3 separate regions of the Sus scrofa genome follow, and all the other regions are linked to region 3. Evidence: chromatin contacts called from public Hi-C and HiChIP or PLAC-seq data. All regions are on one chromosome and are shown on one strand. The core of a region is the stretch at or near the end of the contact, and the rest is flanking DNA. Distances in the headings are between cores, read along the strand shown.

The links. Hi-C and Micro-C count contacts between places; a contact is called where the count stands out from the background. HiChIP or PLAC-seq counts read pairs in DNA pulled down with a chosen protein or histone mark.
Region 1: an H3K27ac HiChIP or PLAC-seq map of skeletal muscle shows a contact between it and region 3. The contact joins the promoter of LRRN4CL here to the promoter of TUT1 in region 3. A contact is called at or near these places in 3 of 5 promoter capture datasets (fetal liver, fetal skeletal muscle and liver), 31 of 47 Hi-C or Micro-C datasets (alveolar macrophages, blood, brain and 14 more) and 2 of 2 datasets of contacts at active chromatin or transcription factors (alveolar macrophages and skeletal muscle).
Region 2: a contact with region 3 is called in a Hi-C map of subcutaneous adipose tissue, with 2.7 times the contacts expected there. The contact joins the promoter of C2H11orf98 here to the promoter of TUT1 in region 3. A contact is called at or near these places in 3 of 5 promoter capture datasets (fetal liver, fetal skeletal muscle and liver), 29 of 47 Hi-C or Micro-C datasets (alveolar macrophages, blood, embryonic fibroblasts and 13 more) and 2 of 2 datasets of contacts at active chromatin or transcription factors (alveolar macrophages and skeletal muscle).

The regions. Positions count from the first base shown.
Region 1 is chr2:9,064,071-9,066,987 of Sscrofa11.1, reverse strand. It overlaps LRRN4CL (LRRN4 C-terminal-like protein), which reads right to left and starts at 1,648. Exons shown (of 3, transcript XM_003353820.4): 1 at 1,317-1,648; 2 at 373-753; 3 at 1-370. The coding sequence starts at 748. The coding sequence ends at 48. It overlaps BSCL2 (BSCL2, seipin lipid droplet biogenesis associated), which reads right to left. Exons shown (of 14, transcript NM_001348785.1): 11 at 2,898-2,917; 12 at 2,635-2,721; 13 at 2,453-2,542; 14 at 2,098-2,335. The coding sequence ends at 2,193. LOC110259246 (a long non-coding RNA gene) reads left to right here and starts at 2,898. Exons shown (of 2, transcript XR_002341465.1): 1 at 2,898-2,917.
Region 2 is chr2:9,082,959-9,085,658 of Sscrofa11.1, reverse strand. It overlaps C2H11orf98, which reads right to left and starts at 1,447. Exons shown (of 4, transcript XM_013994207.2): 1 at 1,317-1,447; 2 at 1,039-1,163. The coding sequence starts at 1,355. It overlaps METTL12 (methyltransferase-like protein 12, mitochondrial), which reads left to right and starts at 1,501. Exons shown (of 3, transcript XM_013994206.2): 1 at 1,501-1,532; 2 at 1,803-2,119; 3 at 2,281-2,700. The coding sequence starts at 2,053.
Region 3 is chr2:9,146,886-9,149,854 of Sscrofa11.1, reverse strand. It overlaps TUT1 (speckle targeted PIP5K1A-regulated poly(A) polymerase), which reads right to left and starts at 1,292. Exons shown (of 10, transcript XM_005660796.3): 1 at 1,127-1,292. The coding sequence starts at 1,208. MTA2 (metastasis-associated protein MTA2) reads right to left here. Exons shown (of 18, transcript XM_003122622.5): 18 at 2,889-2,969.

The DNA.
Region 1 (2,917 bases), core at 399-2,898, 83 kb after region 3:
AGGAGGGGCGCCGGTCTTAGCTCGGCCGGAGAGGCCCCGGGGCGGCCTCAGAGCCCCCCTGGGCTCGCGCGGCCGCGGCGGGGGCAGCCCCAGCGCTCGCGCAGGCAGAAGTGCCAGACCAGGGCGGCGCCGCTGATGAGCGCCAGCGCCGAGCCCACGCCCACGGCCGCGTGCAGCAGCGTGAGCGGCCGCGGCGGCACGCTCAGCCGGCCGCAGGGACCTAAGGTGGGGCCGCCCGCGCCGTCGAGGCCCTCGGCCCCGGCCGGGGGCACTCTGCTCTCCCCCGCCGCGTTGGCGGCCACGACGCAGACGATGTACGCGCCCCCGGGCTTCAGGCCGTTCAGCTCGGCTCGGCGGACCGTCGAGTTGAGGGGGGCCCCTTCTGCGGAGCCCCGCCGCCTTCCCAAAGCAGCAGCCAGTACTGGTGGACCGGGGAGGAGGGGGCGCACCAGTGCACCACGGCGCGGCCCGCCTCGGCTTCCACGCGCACTTCCCCCAGGCGCGGCGGGTTGGGCGGCTGCGAGGCGCTGGAGAGGCCGGGGCACAGGCAGGCCGTCGGGCTGGCCCTCTGCAGCTCCTGGCAGGGCACCTGCAAGTGGCGGCAGCGGTCGTAGTCACAGAGGACAGCTGGCAAAGGTGTCTCATCTTGCTCTTCTTCCAAGTCTCCCGCGGCCAAAGGCTGCACTCCGGGAACCACGGAATAGGTGACAGCCAGGAGCCACAGAAGGCAGGGAGAGCCAGGCGGCATGGAGTCTGGAAGGGAAGGAGGTGGCGGGGTGAAGGCTGTTCAGCCCCCGGGTCTTGCAGTCTTCCCTCAACAAAACCCTAGGCACAGGGAAACGCAACTGGGGACCAAGAGGAGAACAGGAAAGAGGTGGGAATGAGACACCCGCGCATGTGTCACCAACTTCTGAACAGCATATGTGCTCAGTTTGGGGCGAGAAAAGAATAAAATGTGGTCTCCCCCGACAGAGAAAGGTGTGCGGCCAGCAAGGCAAGAAGCGCTACAAACAGTTAATGGATAAACAGCGCTGGTGAGCAGAAGGGGAGGGGCTGATTCACACAGGCTAGGGAGCAAAGGTGCAACAGCGCCCAACGGCCACCCAGAGAAACCGAGGTAAAACAAGTGTCAGTCAGTGACACACGCAGAAATCCAGGAAGGAGAGGGAAGCGAGAGAGAAGAGATGGGACACAGGGCCCTGGCACCCTCCCTCCCTCCCTCCCTCCCCACCCGCTCTTCGCTCGGCTTCCCCCACCTCTGGCTTCCCCCACCTCCCGGACTCCAGCTCCTCCGTGGCCCACAAGCAGCCCCTTACCGGGATAGGCCTTGATGTGGTGAGTGGCAGACCGAGGGCCCCCAAAGGTCCCCAGGAGCACAGGCTGCGCAGTCGGGATTTGTCAGTCTTCTTCAATTTCGTTTTGCCTCAAAGCTTTTATACCCCAACTGTGATGTCACCACCTGGCTCCCCCTTCCCCTGCCCCCTCCCCGGTGAGTGCCAAGAAGAGGGTTGGTCCCTTCAGAGGGCCTGAGTCACGGGGCCAGGCTGGGGGTGAGGGAAGCCACATGCAGTGGTTTCAGCTGGAGGCCAGGATGCCTGGGTTCTGAAAAAGCAGTGGAATGTGGAAAGCGGCCAGGAGCTGAGCGTCCAAAGGCTGAGGTCATGCGAGGGGATGAGGGGAACGTGAGAGACAGGGCCACCTGGCTGGCATCAGAGAGGAAGGGAGCTGTGGGCGGCACGGGGTCTGGGCTCCAAAATGCTGTTTCGGTAAAAATCGCCGTACCACATCCATGGCAGTCATTTCCTGCCTTCTGCCTCCCGGTGGACAGAGAGAGGGAGGGGTGCGGAGGCCAGAGTGATGTATCCCAGCTCTCCAGCCCCGCCCTGGTTATCCCCCTCCCCAGAGGGAGAGGAGAGTCACGAGGCAGGCGAGGGGGCAGGTTTTCACTCCCTGGGCTTCCTAGGTTGATGAATGGAAACAGCTGGGCCTGAAACAGTCCGGGGTCTGGAGGCCTCCCCATCGCAGCCCCTGAGAAGCCCTCCCGCCTGGAGAGCGCCAGGTTTTCCAATGGCCCTGAATCCACCGCAGAGTCAGGGAGGCAGCTGGCACGAAAATAGTTTATTCGGGGAGCCACGGCACGGAAAAGGGGTGGGGGGGGAGGGCTGGAAGGTGGGGACGCTGCCCCGTTCTCTTCAGGAACTGGAGCACATAGGGCGCTGGCGGACGGTGCCCGCGGAGGATTCGGAGCTGCCCACGGTCTCCGGGGCAAGGGCAGGGGCAGGAACTGGCAGGCTGGTCTCTGTCAACAGGGTTGCATCTTCCCAGGAGCCTGAACCTGGGCCAGGGCAGCGAAGAACAAAATCCCAAACGGGAAGTTCAAGAACCAGGGGCTCCTGCCCCCACCCGGCGTGGCCTCCGCCCTCCCCCAGGTCCCGCTGCAGACTGCCCTCACCGTCACTGGCCTCGGGCTCTGGCTCCTCCTCGCCACTCAGGGGCTGCTGCTGATCTGGCTTCTCCTCTGGGGACAGCTGGCCCTCTGCAGCTGGCGGGGGAAGAGGGAGAGAGGTCAGACTGGACGAAGCCAAGGGGAGTTCTGAGGAGGAGTCAGGAAGAGGTGGGGCTGCTGCGCCTTACCTGTCCCCGAGGGGGCTGCAGGGCTCTCCCTGTGCTCTGTAACCTGTGACAGCTGAGGGGCCGCCTCCTGGCTTTGGGGCCCTGTGCCTCCAGTGGGGATAGAGGACAGGGCAGAGCTAGGGCGGCTGCGCCTGGACGGCAGTGCCAGCTTCACCCCGCTCGGCCTTTCCCTTGACCTTCGCATCAGCTCAGCACCTGAGTGCCAGAGCCTCACACACCACCACAGGGCACAGGAGCCCCCCACCATCGCCTTGACCCGGTACCTGGCTGGCGGGCAGCAATC
Region 2 (2,700 bases), core at 198-2,697, 64 kb after region 3:
CCCGCGTCCTCATGGATACTAGTCAGGTTCGTTACCACTGAGCCATGACGGGAACTCCTGCAGACAGGTTCTTAACCCACTGTGCCACAGCATGAACTCCCAAAAGACACTTTCATTACTCAGGAAATCCTGCCAGACACCGGAGACAAAGATCAAATATATCCATTACACCACATTATAAACTAGATATTTGTACTAAATAAATCAATGAAAGGATGGGATTGGAACTCCTCCCCAAGACTCAGGGGGCCTTAAAACTTGGATGCAAAATCCCATGTGCGCCTTCCTAGAAATTCATCGAATTGTTTGTTTACCGCACTTTTTCTTTGGGAGGGGGTCTTTCCTGGGGCAAGTGGAAGTTCCCTGGACAGGGATGTAACCTGCCCATCAGCAGTGACCAAAGCCACAGCAGTGATAATGCCAAATCCTTAACATGCTGAGCCACCTGGGAAATCCCTGTCTGCAGTCCACTAATACGTGTGCTTTTAAATTTACTCATAAAGATAAAAATCTACGTGAGGAGTTCTCCTCTGGCGCAGCAGAAACGAACCCCATTAGGAACCATGAAGTTGCGGGTTCTATCCCTGGCCTCGCTCAGTGGGTTAAGGATCTGGCGTTGCCGTGAGCTGTGGTGTAGGTTGCAGATACGGCTTGGATACAGCGTTGCTGTGGCTGTGGCGTAGGCCGGCCAGCGCAGATTGGACCCATAGCCTGATGAACCTCCATATGCCTCGGGTGCGGCCCTAAAATGCAAACAAACAAACAAAAACTACGTGAATATACGATGTTACTTGGGGAGGTGGAGTGCGCAGCTCTCCTTATATTTTCACTGGGGTCCGATACCCAAAGACAGGTTGAGAGCTCCCGTTACAGTGAGAAGCTAGCAGCGTTCAGGCACAAACACAGTCGACAGCCGTGGACGTGTGGTCCCAGGCATAACCGTGCGAGCACAAGGAAAGCAGAGCGGTGTTAGCTGCTCCGGAATCCGACAGGGAGAGTCGGTGGAGCGGACCAAGGGGGAGAGGGTCTGGCACTCACGCCCGCTTCTTGAGGTGGTGCCTTGTGATCAGCCCTTCGTCTATCACGGCTCCGACCACACGGTGCCTCAGTCGCCGCTCCCTGCTCAGCACACGCCGTCGCTTGAACAGCTTCTTCTTCAGCTCCTGGGGGGAGGAACATGCTCAATTAGAGGGCGGCCACGCACCGCGACCCGGAATCCCGCACCCAGCGAAACTGTCCCATCGACCCCCATTTGGGGCGAGATTAAAGAGCTCCGGGGTGCTCAGGAAACAAAGTCGGGGCTCCCACATAGTCACCGTTCGCGGCCGGTTGATTTTTCCGCCCGGAGCACCCATGGTTGAGCAGCGGTATCCGCATCCACGTTTCCGCTCTGCGCATGATCCGTATAGGCCCCGCCCCTCAACCCCGTTAACCAATAGCAGGCCGAGGGCGGGTCCTGGGCTATATAAAGGAACCCGGTCCCTTCACTGGTCTCTCGTAGGGCCGCGACCAGGTGAGTTCCTTGTTACCGCGTAGGTCTGCGGGTATGGCGGGGATTACGTGCGGGGCCGGCGGACCCTCCTTTTCTTGGCGGGGTTCGGGCGTGCGGTCCCGGCACCCGTAATGTACGGAGGTAGAGGGAAAGGGCTCTGGCCCCCTCGGCGTCATGTCTTCGGTACCCGCAGCTTCCAGTCCGCGGGTTCTATCCTCAAGCGCCGGGACACAGGGCTCCAAGGAGCAGGGCAGAACCGAGATTACTAGGCTCCTCCCCGGTGTGCTCACGTCTTCTCCTTTGATTTCAGGTCTGCGGGGCCGCCCAAGGAGCCGAAGCTGTCTTTCATCTTCCACCTCCAATTGCAAACAATAAAGGCCGGTCATACGATAGTAAGTTTGTGTCCGCGTTCTTTTTCCCCCAAGGCTGGAGAGATAGGCTGTATGCGTGGTTCCGCTAGACGGATTTTGCAAATCTTTCCTTGGACCTCAGACCCTGCCCGAGAACGGGCGACATTTTCGCGGAAGTTTCTCTGGCCGACCTTGCCGGCACTTCCATAGATGGCAGCCCTGCGCCGAACCCTCCACGTGGCGAGCCTGGCGGCGGGAACGCACCGCGCCTTGGCGGGTAGGAAAGGTGGACAAAGTGGGAGGTCAAGGGAGCTCGTCGTTAGCCGGGAGTCTAGTCCCTAAATCTGTGACTTAAAATCCCAGGGTATAGAAACGCCGATTTTGCAGCCGTTGATAGAACTGGGCCCTGTGTGACCTGTGTCCTCCACTCGTCCACAGGCTCCTTGGCTGACAGCTGCCTGGCGGATCGCTGCCTCTGGGATAAGCTCCATGCCCAGCCCCGTCAGGGCAGCGTTCGCACCTTCGACTGGTTCTTTGGCTACGAGGAAGTCCAGGGGCTCCTACTGCCGCTTCTGCAGGAGGCACGGTCTGCCTGTCCACCGCGGGTGTTGGACGTAGGCTGTGGGACCTCGAACTTGTGTACAGGCCTCTACACCAAATGCCCACACCCCGTGGACGTGCTTGGGGTGGACTTCTCTCCTGTGGCCTTGGCCCACATGAACAGCCTCCTGGAGGGCGGCCAAGGCCAAACACCCCTGTCCCCTGGACATCTCGCCTCCCGCCTCCATTTCATGCAGGCTGATGCCCAGAACCTGGAGCCAGTAGCTCCCTCAGGCTCCTTCCAGCTAGTACTGGACA
Region 3 (2,969 bases), core at 43-2,542:
CACATCAGAACTGTAGCTGCTGGCCTATGCCACAGCCACAGCCACACAGGATCCCAGCCGTATCTTCGACCTCCATCACAGGTCATGCCAATGCCAAATCCTTCACCCACTGAGCAAGGGCAGAGATCAAACCTGCGTCCTCATGGATGCTAGTCAGATTCATTAACCAGAGCCATAGGAACTTCCCAGACTATTTCTCATTTATCATTTCTGGGTATAGTATAGAGATTACAAGAGCAGGATCAGAAGCCACACTACCCAAAATTGAATCCCACCTCTGAGATCTTGGGCAAGTTGCTTAACCTTGCTGTGCGTACTCCTCAGATATAAAATGGAGATAAAAGTACCTATCACATAGATATTATTCATATGTAGCACTTGGCCAAGAGTCTGGTACATGGTGAATGGGGGAAAACTTAGCTGCTATTTTTACTTTTATTACATTTGGAATTAGCTGCTTGATGTCAGCGATGTATATTTGAAATTCAGGAAGACTATCCTGGATTTCTGACTTGCCCTCCTGGGCAGTGGTAGCGCCATTCACAAAGAAAAAGATGAATGGAAGCTCACGTTTAGGGGAGATTATGATTCCACCTCACAAGTGGAATCTGAGACTTCATTGAGCCCCTTGCGCTGTCATAAAAAGCACCTTGTCTCCTTTTCCAAACCCACGTTCCATTCATACCAGGCTACTGCACCCATCTCTGCCTTTGGAAAACTCCCTCACTTAATTACTGCCATGTCTGTGAGCCCGCAGCCTTCCAAACACATCTATAGAGCACTGAAATTGTCTCCATCTCTAGAGAGTGAGCTCCTTCATCTCTATGTCCCCTTTTCCCGCCCTAGAGCACAGCGGAGCACCTGGCACAAAGGGGATGTCCAATAAATGACAGTTAAAGAATGAACAAAATAACGAAATTTCCGTCGTGGAGATTTCGCATACAGGGAAGTTGAGGGGTCAGGTAGTGGGACCCTTCTCCACTCTGTAACCCCTTGACTGTGGAGTGAAAACCGAGGTGAGATCCTACCAATCAATTTGGCAAAAATCATGACCTATAACCCTAACTTTCGCCAGGACCCAGAGACTGAAGTCCACGACCACCCCCCCTTACTAGCCACCGCTTACGGTTGGCTGTAACGACGTGGCAGAGGCGGCAGCGGAAACCCCCACGAGGCAGCGGTTCGACATCAGAATCCACCGCAGCCATCGCCACTCTCTGGAACTAACAAAATGCAGCCACTTCGGTCACGACCGGAACTCACTCCTACAAATTGCAACGCGCTCGGAAGCGACTTCCGCCCGTCCGATAGGAAGTGACGTAGCCCCGGCCAATCCCGCGGCACACTCCTCCGAAACCCGAGCGCTTTCCACTCAGGTTCCGTTTCCAGCCTGAGTTAAGTTTCGGCCCGCTTTAGGGAAATCGTCTACGATGCGTAACTGCACGCGGTAAGCCGATTGGTGTGCTCTGAGCTGATCAGGCGTTGATTGGCCCAAAGATCCTGAATACTCAGAAAGCAGCCGCAAAGGTTGGCGCAGTTTCTTGCGGGGTCCGATCCTTGACAGCCGGCAGTTTCCTTGCTGTGTGGTGGTGGGCAGGCTGTACCCTCCCTTCGAGAGGCAGTAGAGACCACGAGACTGTATCCGCAACCCCCTATTTACCTGGTGAATAAAGGCGGATCCTTCATCTCCAGGATACCCTGGCTGTCCCTAAGCTCTCAACCTCCTCGGGCTGTTACTCTTTTCCTCTGCTGTCGGTCTTCTCCCAGAAAGTGTGTTCTGCGACGGCTTCCCAGCCCTGGCCGGGAGCCCTAACCACACCGGACACCTTTTGGACTTCAGGGGGGCCACAGCCAGATGGCCTTTATTCCGCGACAGCGGGCTGCATGGAGTGTATTCATCAGGCGCCAGAGCCACCGGCCCACTTCAAGGCATGCGGCAGAAACTACTACGGTGGCAACTGAGTAAAGACATTGGAGGGTGCTGGCCTCCTCCAGACTGTTACAGTGGTCAATTCCTCCCAAACTCCGGAGGTGCTGCTCAGGCCAGGGAGAGTAAGGGAGCTGGGGACACCCTTGGGACAGGGACGAGATGGAGGGGCCTCTCAACTGGGCTAGGCAACTCTTGCTGTTGTTGACCAACCCACAACTTTGGACTGTGTAAAGAGGACCTAAGGTAAACATCTCCAGGTCTTTAGCCTTGAGCAAGTCACAAATGCTGAGGTTGTTTCTCATCTCTAAAGAAAGTGCTCAAGGAGCACACAATAGATTTAATTTGTTGTTCTCTCTCCTGAGGTGCTCCTCCTGTCGGGACTAGCTCAGGCGTCTCATCTGTCTCCCAAACCTAAAAAGGGAGGAAATGGCACTAGAGTGGACCCCAATATCAAAGCAGTTGCTGGCCTTGGAGATCTTGCAACAGCAGTCTGTGCGAATACACCAGCATTAGGTGGTATGACCCTACATCACCCCCCGAGGTGGACTACATCTTGCTCCAACCTCGCAACTCCCAGAATTCCCCAAGTAAAAGGGAGAGAGGAGTTTAAAAGTTGGGAAATAAAGAAGCACCTTCACACACTCACACTCCTATGGAAGCCACCAGTCATTCTGAGAACCAGCTCATCTCAACGGGTTTGAGTGAATCTCAGCCAAGATGATACTCTGGCTCCAGTACCACAGAGAGCTGGGGAGCAGTGTGGGTCCCACAGGAAAGCAAGATGGAACAGGCCACCTGTCCCAGGCTGTGTATCTCATAAAGCTCTACCCCAGGCAAGCCCCCATCTATACCTCCTCTATTGTCCTTTGTCCTTTATTTTCCCAAAGATACCACACACACACACACACACACACACACACACACACACACACACAGCAGAGAATAGCTGAGCCAGGAGGAGCTGAAGAAAACAGCTTTTTATTTGTTACTATAAGAACCAATTACAGAATCCGAGGTTAAAAAAACGGACAAAAGATCT